Regions from separate parts of the Gossypium hirsutum genome. Here region 2 is linked to region 1. A link is a contact called in public Hi-C data. All regions are on one chromosome and are shown on one strand. The core of a region is the stretch at or near the end of the contact, and the rest is flanking DNA. Distances in the headings are between cores, read along the strand shown. Region 1 has its middle 16 kb from the start of LOC107959768. Region 2 holds the start of LOC107959772 (protein LONGIFOLIA 1).

The links. A called contact is a pair of places that touch in the nucleus more often than the background predicts.
Region 2: a contact with region 1 is called in a Hi-C map of leaf, with 2.6 times the contacts expected there. The contact joins the promoter of LOC107959772 here to the enhancer-like site in region 1. A contact is called at or near these places in 7 of 34 Hi-C or Micro-C datasets (callus, leaf and seedling).

Annotation. Positions count from the first base shown.
Region 1 is chrA05:102,957,119-102,962,106 of Gossypium_hirsutum_v2.1, forward strand. No RefSeq gene overlaps it. Among protein-coding and RNA genes, the nearest start is that of LOC107959768, 16 kb to the right of the region's middle. Within about 2 kb of position 2,468, at least 6 of the 9 cell types and tissues checked have an H3K27ac peak or open chromatin away from gene starts, as enhancers often do. A contact at or near this core is called in leaf, where this site is marked.
Region 2 is chrA05:103,057,589-103,062,218 of Gossypium_hirsutum_v2.1, forward strand. It overlaps LOC107959772 (protein LONGIFOLIA 1), which reads right to left and starts at 2,450. Exons shown (of 6, transcript XM_041114335.1): 1 at 2,164-2,450; 2 at 1,680-2,062; 3 at 1,168-1,220; 4 at 1-1,083. The coding sequence starts at 1,833.

The DNA of each region.
Region 1 (4,988 bases), core at 1,218-3,717:
AAATGAAATCTTAAATCCTAGTTCAAAAGACTTAATTTAATTTTTAAAAAATAAACATTAAATGTAACTTAACATAAAATTTTAAAACCTACAATCTAAAAGTCCTAAAATCTAATTTCTAGAAATTTAATCGAAAAATGCCTACTATTTAGATTCAAAATCCTAAAATGAACTAATTTAAAACCTAATATAAAAAAAATTAAAGTATGAAATTCAAAAATATGCTAACATACTATAAAGTACACAGTCCTAAAGAGAAAACCTTAAATAATCCTAATACTTAATTTTTTTAAAAAATAATCTAAAAGTATTAAAATCTAATTTCTAGAAATTTAACCAAAAGAATCATAGTATTTAAATCCAAGATCCTAAAATGAACTAATTTAAAACCGAAGATAAAAAAAATTAAAGGATGAAATTCAAAAAGAAGCTAACCAACTATAAAATACACAATCCTAAAGAGAAAACTTCAAATAATCCTAAGACATAAAAATAAACTAACCAATTGGAGTTAAAATGATTAGCCACCTATCATCTAAGTTTTTAAAACTAAACCTAAGAAAAATCCTAAAAACCAAGACTTAGTATTGTCGACGACTTCCGAATCCAAGAGTACAATTACACCCAAGAAAAGTTATAGTACCCCTATGACGTCTGTTCGAAAACAATTAAGGAATCTAAGGAGGACTCCAAAACTATCTAAAATCTAAACTCTAAAATCAAATGGAGAAAGAATCTTAAAATCTAATAAAAACATCTAAAAAATTATAAATGAGAAAGAAAGCTATAAAAAGAAAAAAAAAAACTTAACAAATCTAAATTTGGTTCAATGCCTAAATTTTAATTTAAAGTTTAAAAATTAAAAAAATTAAAAAATCCTAAAATATAATTTTAATACCTAATTTTAAGATCTTAATTAAAAATATAATTGGTTGCAAAAATTAAAAAATCTAATTAAAAATGAAATATTAAATCCGAAAGACTTAATTTAATTTTTAAAAGAAATAAAACCTTAAATGTAACTTAACATAAAAATTTTTAAAACCTACAATCTAAAAGTCCTAAAATCTAATTTCTAAAAATTTAATCAAGAGAAACCTAATATTTAGATCCGAGATCCAAAAATGAACTAATTTAAATTTAAAGTATGAAAATAAAAAATAAACTAACCAACTATAGAGAAAACCACAAATAATCCTAATACTTAAATTAAGACACAATGTCTAATCAAATCTAAAATGATAAATACAGTAAATAACAAAATGCCAAACAACAAATTCTAAAATAGTAAGTAGAAATAAAATATGAGAATTACCATGGGATATAATACAAATCTAACATTACTTCTAAAATAGAAAGTAAAAATAAAATATGAGAAATTACCATGGAATAAAATACAATCTAACATTACTCAAACAAAATAAAGCAATATACCACATTTCACAATTATCCAACCAAGAAAAACAACATTTAAACAATAATTAAAGCAAAAAGCAATCTAAAATTTAAATACAATAAAGTTTAAAATCGAATCAACAATCAAAACAACAACAATAATAATAAAACGGAGAAATCTAAATAAAAAATGAAATTAAAAAAGGATTTAAAATCGAAATAAAAAACGTACGAAGCAAAGGACCTATTTGGCACTTAATTTGCCTGAAATTTCAAAATCTGGGAGAAACCAAAACCAAAGGGACGAGAACTACAATTAGCCCATGCGGCGATCCTTTTCTGCTGATGGCAGGATTTAGAAGGAATTATGTAGAAAATATCCCTTTATATAACCCTATAAATAACCCTAAAACACCAAAAAAAAAAGAGAGAAATGTAAATCAATAGGATAAAATAAATTAAAATAAAAAATGAGATTAAAAAAAGATTTAAAATCAAAACAAAAAATGTAAGAAGCTGAGTACCTATGTGGCAATTAATTTGCCTGAAATTTCAAAATTGAGGAGAATTTAAAAGCAAACGGACAAGAGCTGCAATTAGTCCATGCGACGATCCTTTTTTATAAAAGGCAGGAGGTAGAAGGAATTATGTAGAAAATATCTCTTTATATAACCTTATAAATAACCTTAAAACACCAAAAAAAAAAGGAGAAATCAAAATCAATAGGATAAAATAAATCAAAATAAAAAATGATATTAAAAAAGGATTTAAAATCGAAATTAAAAAAAATGTAAGAAGAAAAGTACCTATTTGGCAATTAATTTGCATGAAATTTCAAAATCGGGGAGAATTCAAAAGCAGGGAGACAAGAACTGCAATTAGTCCATGCGGCGATCCTTTTCTGCAAAAGGCGGGATGTAGAAAGAATTATGTAGAAAATATCCCTTTACATAATGTTATGGAATGGTTTTCATATTTTCATATTTTTGTTATTTCTGTTAAGTCTCTTGTGCTGTACGCTGCGTTTTATCTCATTTCTATTCTGGTGAAATGGTGCGGTTTTAGTATTAGTTAAATGATGTGTTTTGGTCTATTGTATGGTTTGTACGAGTTGTTATTTGGTTTCCATATATACTTGACAAAAGGAACATAAAAATGGCTATGAAAAGTTTAAGACAGAATTTCCAGTACTCTCTCTTATTCTTCTATCAATCTTTCTTCTCTTTTCTCTTTTGGGTTCTCTTCTCTTCTTCTATATATTTTTTATTCAGATTCTTTCCATGACAAAGGTATTAGAGCCTTGTCGATTTTCATGACTGTGGAGGGAGTGACTACAAGAATTCAGAAGGAATTTGGCATGATGCACGGAGAACTCACTCAATTACAGGTTCAATTTTCTCAGCTTGATGCATGGATTAATGCACGTCTAAAGGATTTGCAGGAGGGAATTAAGTCTGAGATTCGTTCAGAGGTAAGATCTGAACTTCGATCTAAACTTCATTCTTTATTTGAACAGTATTTTGGGCAAAACCCTCCAGCTACGGTTACAGGTGTGATGAGTGGTAAAGGGAAGGGTATTTTAGGTTCTCCTCCTGGTTTTCCGGCAAAGGAACACCTCATGGTATCGCCTATGCAAATCTAGGCCATTCGATATGTCCTCGCGAGGAGGAAATGTGGAAGTTGGAAATACTTCTTTTCGAGTGGATTGTCCACATTTTGATGGTAGTAATTTTAGAGTTTGGTGGTCTAAGTTGGAACAGTATTTCGAGGCAGAAGAAATAGGTGAACATGCTAAAGTTAGAGTGGTTATGTTGCGTTTGGAAGGAAAGGCATTAGACTGGCATCATTTCTTTGTGCAAAGACATGGAGGGTTGCATTAGTTAACTTGGGAGATGTATGCTAGAGGAATTAAGGAACGTTTTGGAACTGATTCCTTTCTTGATCCCATGACCGAGCTGGTAACACTTAAACAACATGGAACTGTTGGCCAGTTCCATGATGGATTTTTTAGTTTGTTGAATCAGTTGTACTTACATGAATCGTATGCTTTAAGCATATTCATCAACAACTTGAAAACTGAAATAGGGCAGTATCTCAGGCTATTTAAGCCGCAGACGTTGGTGGAGGGTTATAATTTAGCTTGGCAGGTTAAGAATATTGTGTTGGGACCAGTGAAGAAGGGGTTTACTGTTGGTAGTGCAAGTAGTTCGTCACGACCTCTGTTTCCTATTTCAAGAGGGCAGCAAGGAACGTGGAACTCTCCTTTAGCAGGGGGTTGGTGAATGGTAGTTTAGGATAAAGAGTTCCATCTAAGTCCTTGTCACAAGCGGAGTTGGAGGATAGAAGGAAGAAGGGCCTTTGTTTTTGGTGTGACTCGAAGTATTCACCTGGTCATAAATGCTCTAAGTCTCAATTGTATCAACTTATTATTGAACCAGTATGGGAACAAGGTTCTGATATGAAGAGTTCCTCCTTTGAAGAATTTTAGGATTTTTCCAATCAATTGGACTTAGTCGATTCTATTCCAGCGAGTCTTGTATTGTCCTTACATGCTCTTTAGCGGTTGCAAGGCCATAACACTATGAGGTTTCCAGCAGTTATTGATAACACTGAGTGACTGCATTGGTGGACTCAGGTAGCACATACAATTTTATCGATCTTAAGGTGGCTAAAAGGTTGAATTTGGTAAGAAGTATATTGTGAGTGATGGTAGCAAATGGGGTTCGGTTATCTACTCAGGGTATATGTAGAGCAGTTTCCTGGGAAGCACAAGGATACAAATTAACACTGAGTGACTGCATTGGTGGACTCAGGTAGCACATACAATTTTATCGATCTTAAGGTGGCTAAAAGGTTGAATTTGGTAAGAAGTATATTGTGAGTGATGGTAGCAAATGGGGTTCGGTTATCTACTCAGAGTATATGTAGAGCAGTTTCCTGGGAAGCACAAGGATACAAATTCACCTCTGATTTCTTAATCTTATCAGTAAAGGGATTTGATTTGGTTCTTGGTATTCATTGGTTGCTATCTCTTGGGCCGATTATATGGAATTTTTCCAATTTGACCATGAAGTTCACTCATATAGGATAGGATTGCAATTTAAAGGGTACATTACCAGATTCATTTCAACTTATTTCCAGCAGTCAACTTTCCAAATGTTTGAGTTTGGTGGGTAATAGACCAAGTCCTATGCTATTCACTTCTTGTGATCAGGCTGCCCTCACAATGCAGCCAGCTCAATTGCCACCTGATTTACAAGATTTGCTAGATGAATTTACGAATATATTTCAGGTTCCAATCGATTTACCTCTTGCTAGATTGCGAGATCACAGGATTCCCCTGATCGATGAGTCTAAAGTTGTTAAAATACACCCCTATCGATATCTAGCAGTTCAAAAAACAAAAATTGAGAAACTGATACAAGAAATGCTGCAAGCAGGAATAATTAGGGACAACAATAGTCTATTTGCATCTTCTGTGGTGATGGTCAAAAAGAAAGATGGTAGTTGGAGGCTCTGTGTTGATTATAGACAGCTTAACCAGCTGACTATCAAATATAGGCTTCTGATTCCAATTATTGAAGAGTTATTTA
Region 2 (4,630 bases), core at 1,200-3,699, 100 kb after region 1:
TGCCAAACTTTTCTCAATTTCACTGTAAACATTTAGAAAGGAGTTTGGGGCTTTCATTGGAGTTTCTCGACTCTTCAAAGCTCCCTTGTTTCCATCAAGCTGCCTCCATGGGGCAGATTCAATTGGGCATCTAGTTGCAACAGGTTTCTTTGACTCTACATTTGTCATGCGATTGCAGGGTGACCTTGGTTCCTTTCCTGAATTTCTTGAACAACCAGAAATCGAACTTTTCTTTTTCTCATTAATTCTTGATGAGGGTGAGGCGGGATTGCTTTTGAAAGCTTGACAGGTTTCGATATCTTGACTTCGATTTCCATTGGTTAGCATGGGATTTAGCAATGCTTCCACCCCCATCAACTTGGCTACAACACTAGATGGTCCTTTGTAGCTTCCAGGTTCTTGCTCTTGGTTTCTTATATCATTTGATTTCATTCTACTTCTGTTTATCTCTCCTAGAAGAAAATCCGATCTCATACTATCGACGGAACCCTTTATGGAGCTTTCCCTACTATCTAGTGATAGCCTTGGGAGATCTTTGGGCTTAATTTTATGTGATTCTTTTGCCCCCCTCCCATCATAAGAGAGCCGAGGAGCATCCTGTCGTGCAAAAGTGAGAGAACCATCCTCGCATTCATTGTACATTTTAGGAGTCCCTTTAAGCTTAAGAAGGGCATGACTTGATTCATTGAGACTGGTGTTCCTCGTCTTTGAAGGTTTTGGTGACTGCAAAGGCCTTGGGGAATCTATATACTTCAAGGTTTGGTGCTGCCCCGCTTCCACTTTTGTTGCAATTTTAATCGGTAATCCACAGGCTTCTCTATAGATTGAATCTTTAACCACATCTCGGAGGTTAAGGGAGTTTTGGCTTGATTGCAAAGAAGCATTTGATCGATGACTGGATATTTCCTTCCTCGGGGTTTCGTGGAAGGCAGTTTGGCTTGATGAAGATCGGTCTACTAGAGATTCTTTTCTGCAGTCAGCAGGTGAGAAACTGGATGAACAAGAGGAAGAAGACAACAAGGTTCGGGGTGATTCAAAGGAGTATCTTTGTTTCTCCTTCATAGTCTTCTTCAGATTATTTCCCTGCAGGTGCAATGTAAGTTACATTAACCTTAATTATTTTTGTCAATTCCTCCATAGACCTAAGTGACCAGTATTTTTTCTTACTTTTATCTTGTCTGAACCAGTCTTGGCTTCTGTTCCATGCTTGCCATTTTGACCTAGTCAAACACTGAATGTCAGCCATAGAAGGAAGAAATCTGGATGATTTTAGACATTAGAAGGTTAGCAATTACAAGCACATTACTGAAACAACAAATTCTGGTTACTGCATAGAAAGTGTTCCAACTCCAATCTAATCCACTATGTTAGTGTTTTCAAATTGGAGTTAAAACATGTTTCTGAAATTAGCAGAACCTGGAAACCTCTTAAAACTCACAAGTTCTCTAGGCCTAAAATCCGTGTTACGTCTAACGCATATTCAAACATAACTATGAGGTATAGAATCTTCTAAATATATGAAAAGACATAAGAAGAAATTAAAGATACGCACTTACCCTTGAGTCAAGTAACATAGCCTATAACATTCATGATGGAAATTCAGAAACATTAACCTGAGGGTGATCTTTCTTTACAACCTTGAACACTCTTGAAAAAAAAGTAAATATAATTAAAAGTACCTGAGGGAAGCCTTTTGCGGTTTGGACTGGCAATGTGCCGGTTACCATAGAAATGGTGGCAATCGAAGAGCTGGAATAGTCCATTCATGCACCCAATCTGCTTCTGCAAATCTGGGTTTTCATCTGACAAAGAATACATAAACTTTGATGACATCCTAAACTTTTAGCAGAACCAAACCTGAACTTTCTTAGCTCCCAAACAAAACTTCTGGGTACTTTCAACGTCTCTTCACAAGGTTAAAATGCCACATGCATTGCCAAAAACCTTGTAAAGGGTTCTTTTCCAAGTATGTTCTAGCTACTTAAACATCCTAGGATTCTGAAACCTTGTAAAGGATTTTTTTTTTCTACCCCTGCAACTAGGATATTTCTTTCTTTTGGAACTGTATGTGAGGTTTCAGAGAATTATGTTAGTAAATAACAGAGAAGACTGAAAGGGACAAATTTAAAGATACACAGAGAGATTGGTATAGCCCCACATTACCATTCTTTGCATTTGGAATGAGATTAAAAACGTTTTCTTCGGGGCTTCCCTGAACAAGGCAGACAATAACCCAAAGGGTCCCCAGTGACCACCTTCTATGGACTTAGCTAACCTATCAAACACCGCAATGGAACCTCTTACTGCACAAACAGATGTTAAGTTCTAGCATATGTAGGCAATGGGAATGTGAAAAATCTTACTTCTTTTCCTCTAATATTATAACATTTAATGTATGCCTAAGAAGCGGATACTTCAGATTTGGAATGTAGGACTTCAACAAACTACCTCAATAATTGGAAAATAAAGACAGTTCGCTGTGTGAATTTAGATTTATCATAGGGTAGAGTCGTGCATCCTAATATTAAGATTAAAAATAGTCTTCCATAGAAAATTAAACTTCCAATATACTAAGGGCTTGTTTAGTGGGGGTTAAAAAAAAATACTTTTGGCTCCAAAAATATTTTTGGAAGAAAACTTGTACTAAACAAACTGTTTTTAGTTGAAATTTTTACCTTTTCAAAAGTACTTTCTGAAAAGAAGCATTAATTAAAAATAAAAATATTTTTTAAAATAATAAAAATGTGTTAATATCTAATTGTAAATATTTAATGGTTATATTTAAATATTTAAAATATAATTCATATATATTCTAATTAAATTTTATAAAAAATAATATTTATTGCTTAAAAATATTTAAAATTTATATTTCATATATTAAAATATTAACGACTTATAATAATTTTTTTATTCTTACTAAAATATAATAATATTAACTAATTTGAACATTATTTAAATACATATTTGTTACTTGATAATAACAAGTTTAAAAATGAACATTTTATTTATTAAAAGCACTTTTTGACCGTAATTCTAAACACTTAAATCTTAAACTAAACTTTTCAAAAGCACTTTTCAACCGCACTTTTCTACAATACTTTTTAAATGCATTACTAAACTAGTCTTATGTCCAACTTGGCTCAACCCTTTTAATTTTATAATATTTTTATATGTTATGTAGTTTATATCACATAAAATATTAATATATAATAGTATAATGTAATAAAATTATTATACAAGAGCCATTAGCTAAAGGGAGTAGTAGTTAAGACACTTTGTTAGCATTCAAATTTTTTTTATTCATTATATATGTTTAAAAATAATTTTAAACAAAATTTAAGCATTAGACTTAACTTATCAAATATATATAATGTTAAGTGCAAGAATTCAATCCAGTTATAGACATTTCTAGTGTGATTATGTGAAGAACCATAGGTAGATCAAATTGTTATAAATTTGAAACATTCTAATCGTGTTTAAAAGTTATATAATATTTTGAATTATTAGTGTACAAACTTATTAGGTTAAGGGTGGGTCAAATGCGCTTTGGGAATTTTCTCCCACTTTCATGTGAACAAAATAATGTGGGTGGGTCTGCAATTTAGACCTCTTCCCCCCATGACCATGTGGAGTTTGTCAGACAGTGGCAACCAGCTTCACCATCTTGCTAGAAAGTGGATTTATGTACTGCAATCATCATTCCCCTCTCTTTTTTTTTTTTTGCAAATACTCAAATTTTGAGTGGTTTGAAGTTTTACTTGAATAATTTATAAATTTAATTATTTTTTTATTTTTAATTATTATTGAAGAAATTTAAATTTCAACATATGACATTAGGTGTGAAAATCGAGCTCATTTTTTTTTATGTAATACTCTTACAAAACTTTATTTATTCTAATATATATTTAGAATTGGAGTTATTTACGAATCAATGAAGTTGAAATTTGGGAAAATGGATGATCATATTTTCCTCATATGCATTTTAGTTTAATTTGTCTATACTAAATTAAGGGATGACATCCAGATGCTGTTCATTGGTGAATATGGCTTCGTAACCAAGAAACCATTTTTTTTCTATTTAAAATATTGACCTAAAATGAAAAATTACGGTGCCTTGCCATATATATAAAGATGGATTTGAGAAATAATTAAAATACAACACATAATAAACACGATATAAATATAAAAATATATTATTTATACAAAACTTGAATTATGCATATATATATATAAAGTTTAGAATTATTCATAATTTTTTTAAATTTTAAATGCGAATATAAATATACTTCAACAAATTCGAATCAACATCCTCTTTATATAAATATAATACAAATAATAATTACTAAAAAAATTAACATTAATACAAATGTGGAGTACTATGAAGCAATTCAACCACAAAAGAGATTAGTGATTTTGAATCCAAATTTGGAGATTATATTAAAGCTTAATGATTGCAATGATTGAAAAAGGGGTCTATCAAATTGACAGTTCATTAGTTGCAAGAGTTTTACCTACACTGCACATGCATTTCCTACTGTTACTATTATTATCATTATTGGCCTGACATCCTCATGCATCCCATAGCCACTGATTAAACCAAAGTTATTATTTCAAATTCCTAATTTTATTT